Linked DNA regions of Capra hircus: region 1 is linked to region 2. A link is a contact called in public Hi-C data. All regions are on one chromosome and are shown on one strand. Each heading gives the region's core, a stretch centred on a gene start, on an enhancer-like site or on the middle of the called end of the contact. The rest is flanking DNA. Distances are from core to core; before and after follow the strand shown.

Region 1 (5,422 bases), core at 1,299-3,798, 210 kb after region 2:
ATTTCCCAAACAGAGGCTACTAATAAATAAGACCATTCACACCAGGCCAGATGTGAGGGTGTTTCAACAATCAGAAGTCTGATTGTGGGCTATCTTGTCCTTTCCCTTTAAACACTTAGAGAATTCATCCATCACAAAAAGGGACTGATGAAGAGGTGAACTGCAACAGACCTCTGCCGGAGAGAGGAGAGAGAAAAGTGGCCTGAGTCTGGGTTCTTATGAGAAGCTGCTCAGATTCTGAAAATTGGGGAATAATTGATTGGGAGTGAAGGGGAACAGCCACACCCAGAGATCCAGAATAAAAGTACAAGGTGAATTCTCTCTGTCTCCCTCTCGACTTCTGAAAATAGTTCTTTAGAAAATGAATAAACTGAGGGTTCAGGCTTTGCGTTTACTTTCCTTGTATAAAAATAAACCCAAAAAGTCACAGCGCAATGAGAATCTGGGGGTAGGGGTGGGGGTGCAGGTGGGGGTGGGGGTGGGGGGGTGAGAGGATCGCACATTTTACAAAAGCTTCCAGCTGAAATATTTGACCTGGAAATGTCTCTTTCTTGCTTTCTCTTAATATAAACCGAAACCAAAAGTAAGAGGGGAAGCGCCTCAAATCCATTAGGGGTGAATTGCACGAAAATGCATTGCAAATACTTACAAAAAAACGCTACCGACTTGGGGAGGGGAGGCCGGGGCCGCGCGCCGGAGCCCCGGTTCCCGAAGGCCGCTGGACGTCTCGGCGCCCTCTGCCCGGCCCAGTCTCCTCCGGGGTCTGGGAAGAGGGCCGGGCGCTCCCTTCTCCTCCCCTCTCGGGCCTCAGACGGGCCGGAGCAGCGGCACGGACGAGACTACCGGGTGCGAGTAGTACACGGGGTGCGGGAAGGTGAGCAGCGGCTGGCTGACCGGCACCGGGGCCCCCGCGGCCGCGGCCGCTGCGCCCTCGGCGGCCGAGTTCTCGTGGTAGAGGATGGGCACGCGCACGATGCGCTGCGCCGCGGCGTGGCTCAGGTTGGCCGCCTCCAGCTCGGCCGCCAGCTGCCGCTTCCACTTGTTGCGGCGGTTCTGGAACCAGATCTTGACCTGCGTCTCGGTGAGGTGCAGGGACGCGGCCAGGCCGGCGCGCTCTGAGCTGCTCAGGTAGCGCTTCATGTCGAAGGTGGACTCGAGCTGGAAGACCTGGCTGCGCGAGAAGACCGTGCGCGTCTTCTTCTTGCGGCACGCGGGCTTCTTCTCTGGGCTCTCGGCGCCCTTCTTCCAGTCCTCGGTGCCCGGCGTCGCCGCCGCCGCCGCCGCAGCCCCCACACTCGCCCCGGCCGCGCCCGGCGCCGCCTCGCCCTCCTTCTTGCCTTCCTCCGAATCGCTCTCCTCCAGAATGATCTCGTCTGGGCTCTTGGAGTCCAGCTCCTTATGGTCTGGGTCGGCCTTCAGCAACGGCTCGGGGGAGTCGCGATCGGTGCCCGAGGCGGGGGAGGAGTCTCGCAACAGGGCCTTCTCCGAGGCTGGAGAGAGACAGACAGACGGACGCACAGTCACACACACACACACGCACAAGGACACAGCCTTCAGCGAGGCCTGGCGCCTGGGGGGGGGCCGCAGGCTCACGCCGCGACAGCCTCCGGGCTCCAGGCCTCGAGGCCTCACCATTCCCGAGGGCCTCCTTCCCGGCTGGGCCAGAAGAGGGGCCCCGCGCCCCGACATCCGACCTTCTCCCAGGGACAGGCTGGAGCGACCCGGAGACGGCGGCGTGGCCGGTTTCTTTCCCTCAGTTCCCCCACCAGGGGCCCGCGGACAGATTCGCCTCCAGTTTAGGCACCTCCCCCCCCCCGGGTCACTCCCTTCATCCAGACCAGGTTCCCCTTGTCCCAGCCGCCTGAAGCCTCCTCCCCATTGGTGCCCGAGATCCCTGTTCCCAGGGAGCGCCATGCCGGCGCTCCAATTCCACTTCTTTTCTCACCAAGTGGGATTGGATTCCTGGGCAGCGCAACAGAGCGCGCGGGCAGGAGTTCCAAGTTAGGGGACGGAGAAAGTTGGCCAAACAAGCGCGTTTGTGGGTTGCAATGCAGGTCGGGGGTGGGAGGGTGGTCCCAGGGCTGCGATGGGGCGCAGTGCTGAAAGGCTTGTGGGGGAAGACAACGAAAGTTCAAAGAGAGGTCGGTACCTTCAGGTCGCGGGAGGTGGCTGCCGGCGGGGGTCAGGGTGTAGGGGTACCACCAGGCCGGGGAGCGCTCCAGGTAGTGCGCGGGCAGGGCAAACCTCTGCGCCGGGATCTCAAAGCGGGGGAAAGCCAGGTCGCCCACCTGCGAGAGCGCGAAGCCCGCGGCTCCCTCCAGGGCTCCCTTGGCCGCAGCGGCCGCAGCGGCGGCGGCGGCGGCGGCGGCTGAGGCCGGAGCGAAGAGCGTCCGTGGGGGCGGCTGCGGCTTAGGGGGCGGCCGATGGTGGTCTCCGTTGAGTAGGTTCTTGATGGAGAACGGGGACTCCTTGGGCGCGGGAGGCGGGGGCGGCGGCGGTGGGGGCTGCGCGCTAGCGGTGCCGGGGGCGTCCGGCCCGGGCTCAGGCATGGTCCCCTCTCCTCCGAGTCCCCGGGAGGGAGGGAGCGGGACAGGCGGGCGGCTGGGCGAGCGGACGGGCGCCGGAAATCAGACCATAAACGGAACTCAACTACGGGGCGCAAAGTCGGGGGCCGCCCCAGGCGCAAATCCAGCGGCAGGAGGGCGGGGTGAGGGCCCGGCCGGGGCGGGCTCGCATGGGGGAGGGGTGCCGAGGGGCGGGGAGCGGCCCTGCCGCGGCACCGAGGGAGCGAGGCGGCTCGGCGGCGGCGGCGGCGGCTGCGGCTCCTGGGGAGGAGGCGGCAAGAGCAGTCCCCGGCTTGGGGCTGCGTCAATCCGGCGCCGGATGCTAATGATGAAATCAAAATGTCATCCAAGTTAAATGCGGGGAGTATACGGCGATTGGGCGCGTACAATGGCAAATGGGATTAGGCAGGCGAAGGCGCAGCCCGAGCCGGGCCCCGCAGCCGCCTGCGCCACCGCCCCCTCTTCGCCTTGCCTCGGATTTTGGCGCTTTGGCTTCGGGCTATAAGAGCCCGCCTGTTATTGGCTTTATATAGTCCAATTAGGCAGCAAATGAGGACAAGCCTATTAGCACAAAAGGATATTGGCTCCTGCTAAAGAGGCACTCGGAGCGCTCCGGCGAGCGCAGGAGGCGAGCGAGGGACGTGGAGCCGGCGGCGCCCCGGGTAGGAGCGCACTGACAGCCGCGGCGCCCGGAGCCCGCGCCTCCCTCTCCCCCCTGCAGCTCGGGGACCCGCTACCAGCCGCCTGGCCTGCGGGAGGGGTAAGGGGAGGGCCGGGCCCGCCCGGGTCACCTCGGGGTTATCCGCGCTCGCAGCTGCCTCTTCTCCGCCCCCCAGGGGCTTGGCAGGGGTCCGCCGCCCCCACGCAGCTGGAGAGCCAAGCAGCGCCAGCCCAGGAGGCTGGACGCGACCTCCGATCTCCAGTGAACTCAGCACTTGCCTACCCTTTGGGGGTCCAGCATTTTCCCTAAATCAAGCTAAAGGCGCAGCCAAGAAGAGGGGATTTGGGTTCCCCACCCACCGTCTCGTCGACAGGAAGGGACCTGGACTCAAAGTCCTTACACCGCGTCCGCGGTCTCAGGAATCCGCGTGGCCTTGGCCTTTGGCCTTGGTAAACCGAGGAGAGAGCCTTCCCTCGAGAGTAGGAGCGGCTGTGCGTCTCTACGCACCGGGTGTGCGCGAAAAACGGGCTGACGCCTGGGCGTCACTCGGTGGGGCGATGGGCACCGACGCTCTGCAGGGCATTCCTCTAGTCTGGCCGCCGGGGCCCAAACGTTGCCGATCAACTCTGAGCCCGTTGCCCCGAGAATGCACTTTCTCCAGGGAAGCCTCTCCCGCCAGCGTTTGGAGCCGCCTAACGCTTCAGTGGGGGCAGTGCGATCTGTAGGCACAACAGCGTGCCTTCCTCTGCGGCGGACTTGGCACGGCACCGCAGCACGTCCCGACTGCCGTCAAGTCCCTGGAGAACCCTGCTGGACTTCTGAGCTGCACGGAAGGTTACTCTGCTCCATGGACTTTAAAATCAACTCTCCAAATTGCACAAGAAAGGCAGGCATTTAAGACTCGAACCATCAAATAAACCAGAATTGCTTGCGGGTTCCCTGGTCAGAGAAAGATGGGAAAGTGTCGGTCACTCCCTTCCATGCACTATGAGCTTCCATACACCTGAGGTCTTTTGGTGGCCCCTTCTTCTACTACCGTCCTTTTTTTTTTTTTTTTTTCGTTAGATCTAGTCCTCACCTAACTCAAGGCCGCCCTGCATTGGCTGGCGCGACTGCTTTTGTCACCCATTTGAGAAGTAGGCATGTTTTATCTTCCGATCTGGGGCTTCCCACCTTTCCCCACCAAATCTCAAAGGGCGCATTTAATGTTTCTTTCAGCAAATACTCACCTGCAGTAGTGAACCCTGTATTGATTTGCTTTGGGAACCAGGAATCATTGTAAATGGTGCTTCCATAAACAGTTATTAGCCTCATTATCATCACTTCCTTGAGTTTGCACAGGGCTTTGCTGGAATCTAAAACGCTATTCCATCCAAAAATCTGACTTTGGAACCAGTCACAGCCCTAAGACGAACATTCAGGTTTTATAGATAGAAAAATGATCCTGGAGAGGAGACCTGGCCAAGGTCACCCAACCAGTGCTGGACACCCGGAAGTCATTTCCTCCCAGACTACAGAAATAACTGGAGGCGTCTATGTCTAAACCAGTTCAGTGGGCACCGCCCACACCGACCTGCCACGCGGCAGAGACAATGACGGAGTGGCCCCTGCGTGTCTCTGCGCGCGCGCGTTGCGGGAGCTCTCCAGTCTCAGGCAGAAGCGTGCAGAACTTGGCAAAAGTTCTGACGCAAGGAGAGCTCTTTAAGCTGAAACGAGCAGGAAAGTTGCTCATCGCCCGAGAAGAAAGAAGCGTTCCGCAGACTTCGCCGCAAAGTTCTGGCTGGGGAAGTGGGCTCTTGGCTAATTGCGACCGGGGACTAGCAGGCTGGCGGGCGAAGAGTCCGCCTAGAACAGTAGACCCTGCACCCTGGGCGCTGCTGCCGGAACCTCACTCCCTCACTCTCTCTGGTCCCAAGTTCTCACGGTGTATTCCCTGCCAAGGGCGCGCAGGTGCGTTGGCTGGGGTATGTGAGTCTTGACCAGAAAGATGAGATGCTCGGGCGTCAGCACCCTCAGCTCATCCCCTAAATTTCAGGAATGCTGAATTTCAACAGCCAGGAGCACAGATTTAAAAAAAAATTTTTTTTTCCCCTGCCTCTTCCAGAAAGCTCGTGGATCTAGGGTCCCAGACAGGAACAGAGACCTTCACTCGCCCTCTGGCGAGCGGTGTTGAGCCTCTGTTTATCTTTAGCCCGCA
Region 2 (5,633 bases), core at 1,207-3,706:
AAATAAATGAATAAAAGACTCTCATGTTTGAATGTTTTAAGAAACATTGCATTCTCTATTCCTCTTGCAGACTCACACTTCTTAGCACTGTAAAGGCTCTGAGAAGTCCTGCAGTGAAGAAGCTGGTTAAACAACTTCATTCAGCCACCTTTCCCCATTGCTATGACCAATAAATTGTTTTCAAGAACTATCTTTTAAATCCCACGAAGCTGCTGTATAGGAGGCACAGCTCTGGTCCTTTCCAACACGGATGCTCTGGAATCTTTGGAGCACTGTATCCCTTCCGAAGGTGTCTGTGACATGTTCCAAGTCAAAGACATTTTCTGTTTTGTGACTTCCCTCTTCAGATTAGTAACTCCTTTGTTCTCAAGTGAGCACAGCCTTCTTCAAATGACTGTGCAAATAAAGGTCTATGAGAGTACAGGGAATATTGGGGGGTAATATAAAAATTAAGTGTGTGCTAAAGAATCAGTACATTGAGGGGGAGAAGGAAGGGGGGATGGGATGAATATATATACACTATTGGTACTATGGGACTGGAATTGATATATATATAATTATACACTATTGATACTATATATAAAATAAATAACTAATAAGAGCATACTGCATAGCACAGGGAACTATTTAATGCACTGTGGTGACCAAATGGGGAGGAAGTCCAAAAGGGGAGGGGCTATGTGCACATGTCTGGCTGATTCATTTCCCTGTACAGCAGAAACTAACACAACATTGTAAAGCAACTACACTCCAATAAAAATTAATTTTTAAAAATCACCGAGGGGAAAAAAACACAGCTTCCCAGGCGGCGCTAGTGGTAAAGAACTCACCTGCCAATGCAGGAGACGTAAGAGACATGGGTTCGATCCCTGGGTTGGGAAGATCCCCTGGAGGAGCCCACTCCAGTATCCTTGCCTGGAGAATACCATGGACAGAGGAAGCCTGGAGGGCTACAGTCCATGGGGCCGCACAGAGTCGGACAAGACTGAAGCGACTTAGCAGCAGCAGCACACTCAAATGAAAAAAGAACGGGTACCTTGGGGACTGTGTGCACCCCAGACGTGTGCGGCTGGAGGGGTGAGGACGGCTGGAGGGGCTTCCTTGGCTTCTGTGTGTCTTCCTTTGTACCTCTCTCCATCCTAACACCCCCAGCCAGCCTCTCCCTACCCCTCCTCACTCCCGCCACACATGGTCCCCCCACCACAAGTGGGGAACACGACCCCCAGCAGCCCCAGCTAAGCTAGCCTGACAGAGAGAGACAGACAGAGTTCTCTTTTCTCCCATTTTTGTATCAGCGCTGGGGCAGGACCTTGGGGCAACCAGCTTTACTCACACGTCCCCTGCTGGGATCCATCACCTGTCAGAAGGGTACGGTGCCACAGCTGGACCTCCTGGGTCATGTACTTCCCCCTGTGGCCAGGAGGGGGCAGCACTCAAGGGGTCCCAGCCCCACTAGGACTTCAGGGAGTGTGGAGAAGGGGGTCCCTAGAGGAGAGACTATTTCCACAAAAGGAAAGGAAAGGATGCTGGATGCACAACCAATAATCACAGCAGACCGCCACCCCTCTCAGGAAACATGTACAACGAAGCCTCGTGGTGACTCATCACTTCCGTTTATCTTAGCGAGAATCTTGAGTTTGCTCATAGTAGCCTATGGGAGGGATTCTGTCCTTACGTCAAAGGTATCTGTTGGTCTGCTTCCATCTATAGCATGTCCTCCTGTAAAAGGAGAATTTAGATGGTGGTCCATATTAACTCGGGCACCTGCTTGCAGTCCATGGGGTCGCAAAGAGTCAGACACGATTGAGCGACTGAACTGAACTGAACTGGATCACCGGCTGCTAGTCTGAACAAATGGGTCCTTTTCCTGAGTCTTCCCCCGTGAGTATTTCTGTCTGGACAAGGAGGACTTACGATCAAACCAGCCATTCACTGACACAGCCCAGAACCCTGAAATCACCAAAGCTGCTTGCGTCAGGGCAGAAGGTCGTTCAAGACTCAGTTCTTGCCTTTCCTGGAGTTTTGTCCATACCATGCCAAAACAGCTAACTTAAAAGTGAAAAATTAAGTTCATCACACAAAAGCATTGCCTCCTGAGTGCCAGTCAGCTGTGACCAAGGGTTTCCTAATAGTCACAGGTTGTTTAGGCATCATGGTCTGAAAATATATCAAGTTTATATTTTTTAAAAAAAGATGAGGATGCCCAGGCAGAAACAGTGGGACCACGTGTATGAGGGGGATTTAACTGCTCATGCTTGATTCCTCATTATTTTTAGAAAGAAAAGGGACTCCATGCCACACGTCAGCCTGGTGGTTCACTAGCTCCCAAATGGCTTGGAAACACGGCTCACAGCGGCCTTACAGCTGTGACCCAGGCATTGCTGGAAGACATCAGCACACGTCTGACACCCGCGCTGCCCAGACAGCGTGTGCACACCGCAGGAAGGCGCGTCTTAAGAGCAGCTGTCTGCAACAGCTTCTCAGAACATCCAGGATGCCTGGGGCAGGGCTCGGGGCACAGGTAGACCAGGGGAGGGGTGACCTTTGGACTGAGAATTGAAGGCTTCTGGGGATCATCCAGGAGCAGGGGCTGGGATGAGCGGAGAGCGGAGCATCGTGGGTGAGGCTTCTGCGTACGTGTGTGCGCTCAGTCGCTCAGTCGCGTCCGACTCTTTGTGCCCCGTGGACTGTAGCCCCCAGGTTCCTCTGTCCATGGAATTCTCGATGGGTTGCCATTGCCTTCTCCAGGGGACCTTCTTGACCCAGGGATCGAACCCGCATCTCTTGTGTCCCCTGCGTTGGCAGGCAGGTTCTTTACCACTGCGCCCCCTGGGAAGCCCAAGCCTGGGGAGTCCTGAGCGTCACTGAGGTGCTGTAACCACAGGCGTGTAGCTGAGGGCGCCAGACAGCATGGATCTGGTGGTAACACACACACAAGAGGCCGCGATGGAAGCGCCTGCGGCCCTGAGCTGACCCCTTCTCCCAGCCCCTGATGGGCTGAGCTCTCTCTCCAGCAGTCTCTGTGCCTCCTCTGAAGCAGGTCTGGTTTCTTCCGATTCTTGTCCAATTCAGAGAAGGGAGAGCTCCAGTAGAGACACGTGGATGTGCCCCATCCACAGTCATGGCAGCTTTGCCTTGAAAAATTAGCCATCTGATATGATCCTTTGAAAAGCTATGTGTACAACACGCCTTCTGAAACTAGGATCCAGATGGGGGTCACCCATCTGACTAAACTGAATTAACATACTTTCAGCCTTCAACTTTTTTTTAATAACATGTCCACCAGTGTGTACCCCCTTACCAGCAGGAAATGTGGGCTGACCATTAGGGATTTAGAAATACTGAAATTACCCCCATCCTCCTCTTTCTCTCCCAACTTGGCTCAACCTCCCTGGCTCTGGATATCTGAGGGGCCAGGGGCCACTCTCTCAGGTCTGGGCGGTGCTCAGGATGGAGACGAGGCCATGCACACCCTGTACCCACACTTAGAGCTCAGTGTGTGTTCCTCGGCCAGCCTCTCCTACCACCAAGAAGCAACCCCAGGGCAGGAACTCTCTCATAGAGCCTGGGAGTCAGCAGGAGCCCAAAAACTACCTTTTCAAAATGAATGAATGGCTGGTTGTGGTTGGTTGTGGTTGTGGTTTAGTCGTGTCTGACTCTTGCAAGCTCATGGACTGTAGCCCTCCATACTCCTCTGTCCATGGGATTTTCCAGGCAAGAATACTGGTGTGGGTTGCCATTTCTTTCTCCAGGGATCCCCTGGACCAGGGATCGAACCCATGTCTCCTGCATTGCAGATGGATTCTCTACCACTGAGCCACCAGGGAAGCCCTGAATGAATGACTGTGTGTGTTAGCTGCTCAGACATGTCCAGCTCTTGCATCCCACGGACTGTAGCCCACCAGGCTCCTCCATTAATGGGATTTTCCAGGCAAGAATACTCGAGTGGGTTGCCATCTCCTTCTCCAGGGGATCTTCCTGACCCAGGAACTGAACCATGGTCTCCTGCATTGCAGGCAGACTCTTCACCACCTGAGCCACCAAGGAAACCAGGGAACAAATTGCTGGGCACTCTTCAAAAGCAGAGACATGTTGGAACATGTTTGCCCTTCAGCACCTACAGGCATGAGTCACCTACACACGCCCTGGGGCTGATTCCTGTTGTAGGATGAAGGTGTCCACTGCCTGGCTTTTCAGGTGAGACCCAGGCAGAATGACATTTATCATCACTCCCCTTTTGCTAGAAAGATGACACTGTGACTTAGAGATGCTCTCTGTCCTGACAGTCAGGTGGTCTGTGGGGCAGCTACTCCTCCCCTCCAGGTGGTTAAGGACAATCAGTTAGAAATAGCCACGAAGGTCCCTCCACCAGCATGGTGTCATTGCTCATGACAGTCACAGAAAGAATCTAATTTTTCAAAACAGATTTTCTAAAGCCATTAATTACAGCATTATGCACTGTAATTACCCAGGTCAGGATTTTCACAACTCAGACCTAACTAAGTATATTATTAAATAATTAGCATACAGTTGGGATTTATATTTTACATATTTAAAAAGGCATGCTATGTTAGAAGCTCTGGAATGTCAATTCCATGCTCTATCACTCGGTCAGTAAAAGGGGTATCGTTGTGTCAGCCGTTGGCAGCTTTCAGTTTTCACACCTCCAGTACAATAACCCTTTAATTGAACATTTCCTCAAGAAATGGAGCGGAGATGTCACTGGAGAGATTTCCAGAAGCTCTGGGCTGTGGTGCAGAGACAGAAAGATATCCAGGGAAAGGATTCTGGCTACCAGTTCTTCCCTGCACAGAGCTTCACAGCCACAAAGGGTCTAAAGAAGTCATGGAGTCCCAAAGGTGTCAAGAACATTCTGGAAGATTCAAATAGCCAAGTTCAGGAAGTGTGGGGAAAGGCAAGTCCATCTGTAAACCTCAGAGAAAGGAGCAGGAGTCTCCAACAAGGACCAGGCTTGAAGGGAGGAAGCAATGGCTGTCTTCACTTAATTCATCAGCTATGCCAGGATATGCCCCGTCTCTGGGCCTTCCCTGTACTCTGTTCTCTGTGCCTGAATGGCTCTCTCTCAACAGCCCCCTCCAAAACCACCCCCCCTCCATTTGCTGTTTCTCTTCCGAAAGTGAGGCCATCAATTCATTCAGTGAGGCCAAAGGGGTGAACTGCCCACGCCAGCCGAGAGTTCAGAAGACCTGCGTGCCTGGAGCCCATCTTTTCCAGAGCCTTGTGGAGCTCCCGGCTGACTGCTTGGTGACCTTTGAAAGGTGAGCAGAGGAGGGAAGGGAAGGAACAGCGACTCAGTGCCTGCTTCCAGAGCATCCCAGAGGGAAACCTTCACATCCAGGAAAGGCATTGAGAAAAGACCTCTTAAACAGAGGGGAAAGACCAGCAGCAGATGCTTCTGAAACTTCTAGAGCTACAAATGGATGACATCAGCCCAAGAGAAGTCAGCTGTAGGCCTGCACAAGAGCCTCAGGGAACTGCTGAGTCAGTCCCTACGCCCACCCTCCATCCTTCCCACCTCCAATCAACCAGCCTTCCAGGTTCCTGAGCTTTCTAACTGGGAGCAGAGGAACAAGCTAGTCCACAGCGGAACTGAACCGTTGGAGCCTTGACGA

Evidence for each region. A called contact is a pair of places that touch in the nucleus more often than the background predicts.
Region 1: a Hi-C map of blood shows a contact between it and region 2, with 2.6 times the contacts expected there. The contact joins the promoter of HMX3 here to the enhancer-like site in region 2. A contact is called at or near these places in 2 of 5 Hi-C or Micro-C datasets (both in blood).

Annotation. Positions count from the first base shown.
Region 1 is chr26:9,098,480-9,103,901 of ARS1.2, forward strand. HMX3 (homeobox protein HMX3) reads right to left here and starts at 2,549. Exons shown (of 2, transcript XM_018041734.1): 1 at 2,150-2,549; 2 at 529-1,490. The coding sequence starts at 2,549. The coding sequence ends at 808.
Region 2 is chr26:8,883,940-8,889,572 of ARS1.2, forward strand. No RefSeq gene overlaps it. Among named protein-coding and RNA genes, the nearest start is that of TRNAG-GCC, 120 kb to the right of the region's middle. Within about 2 kb of position 2,457, at least 1 of the 5 cell types and tissues checked has an H3K27ac peak or open chromatin away from gene starts, as enhancers often do.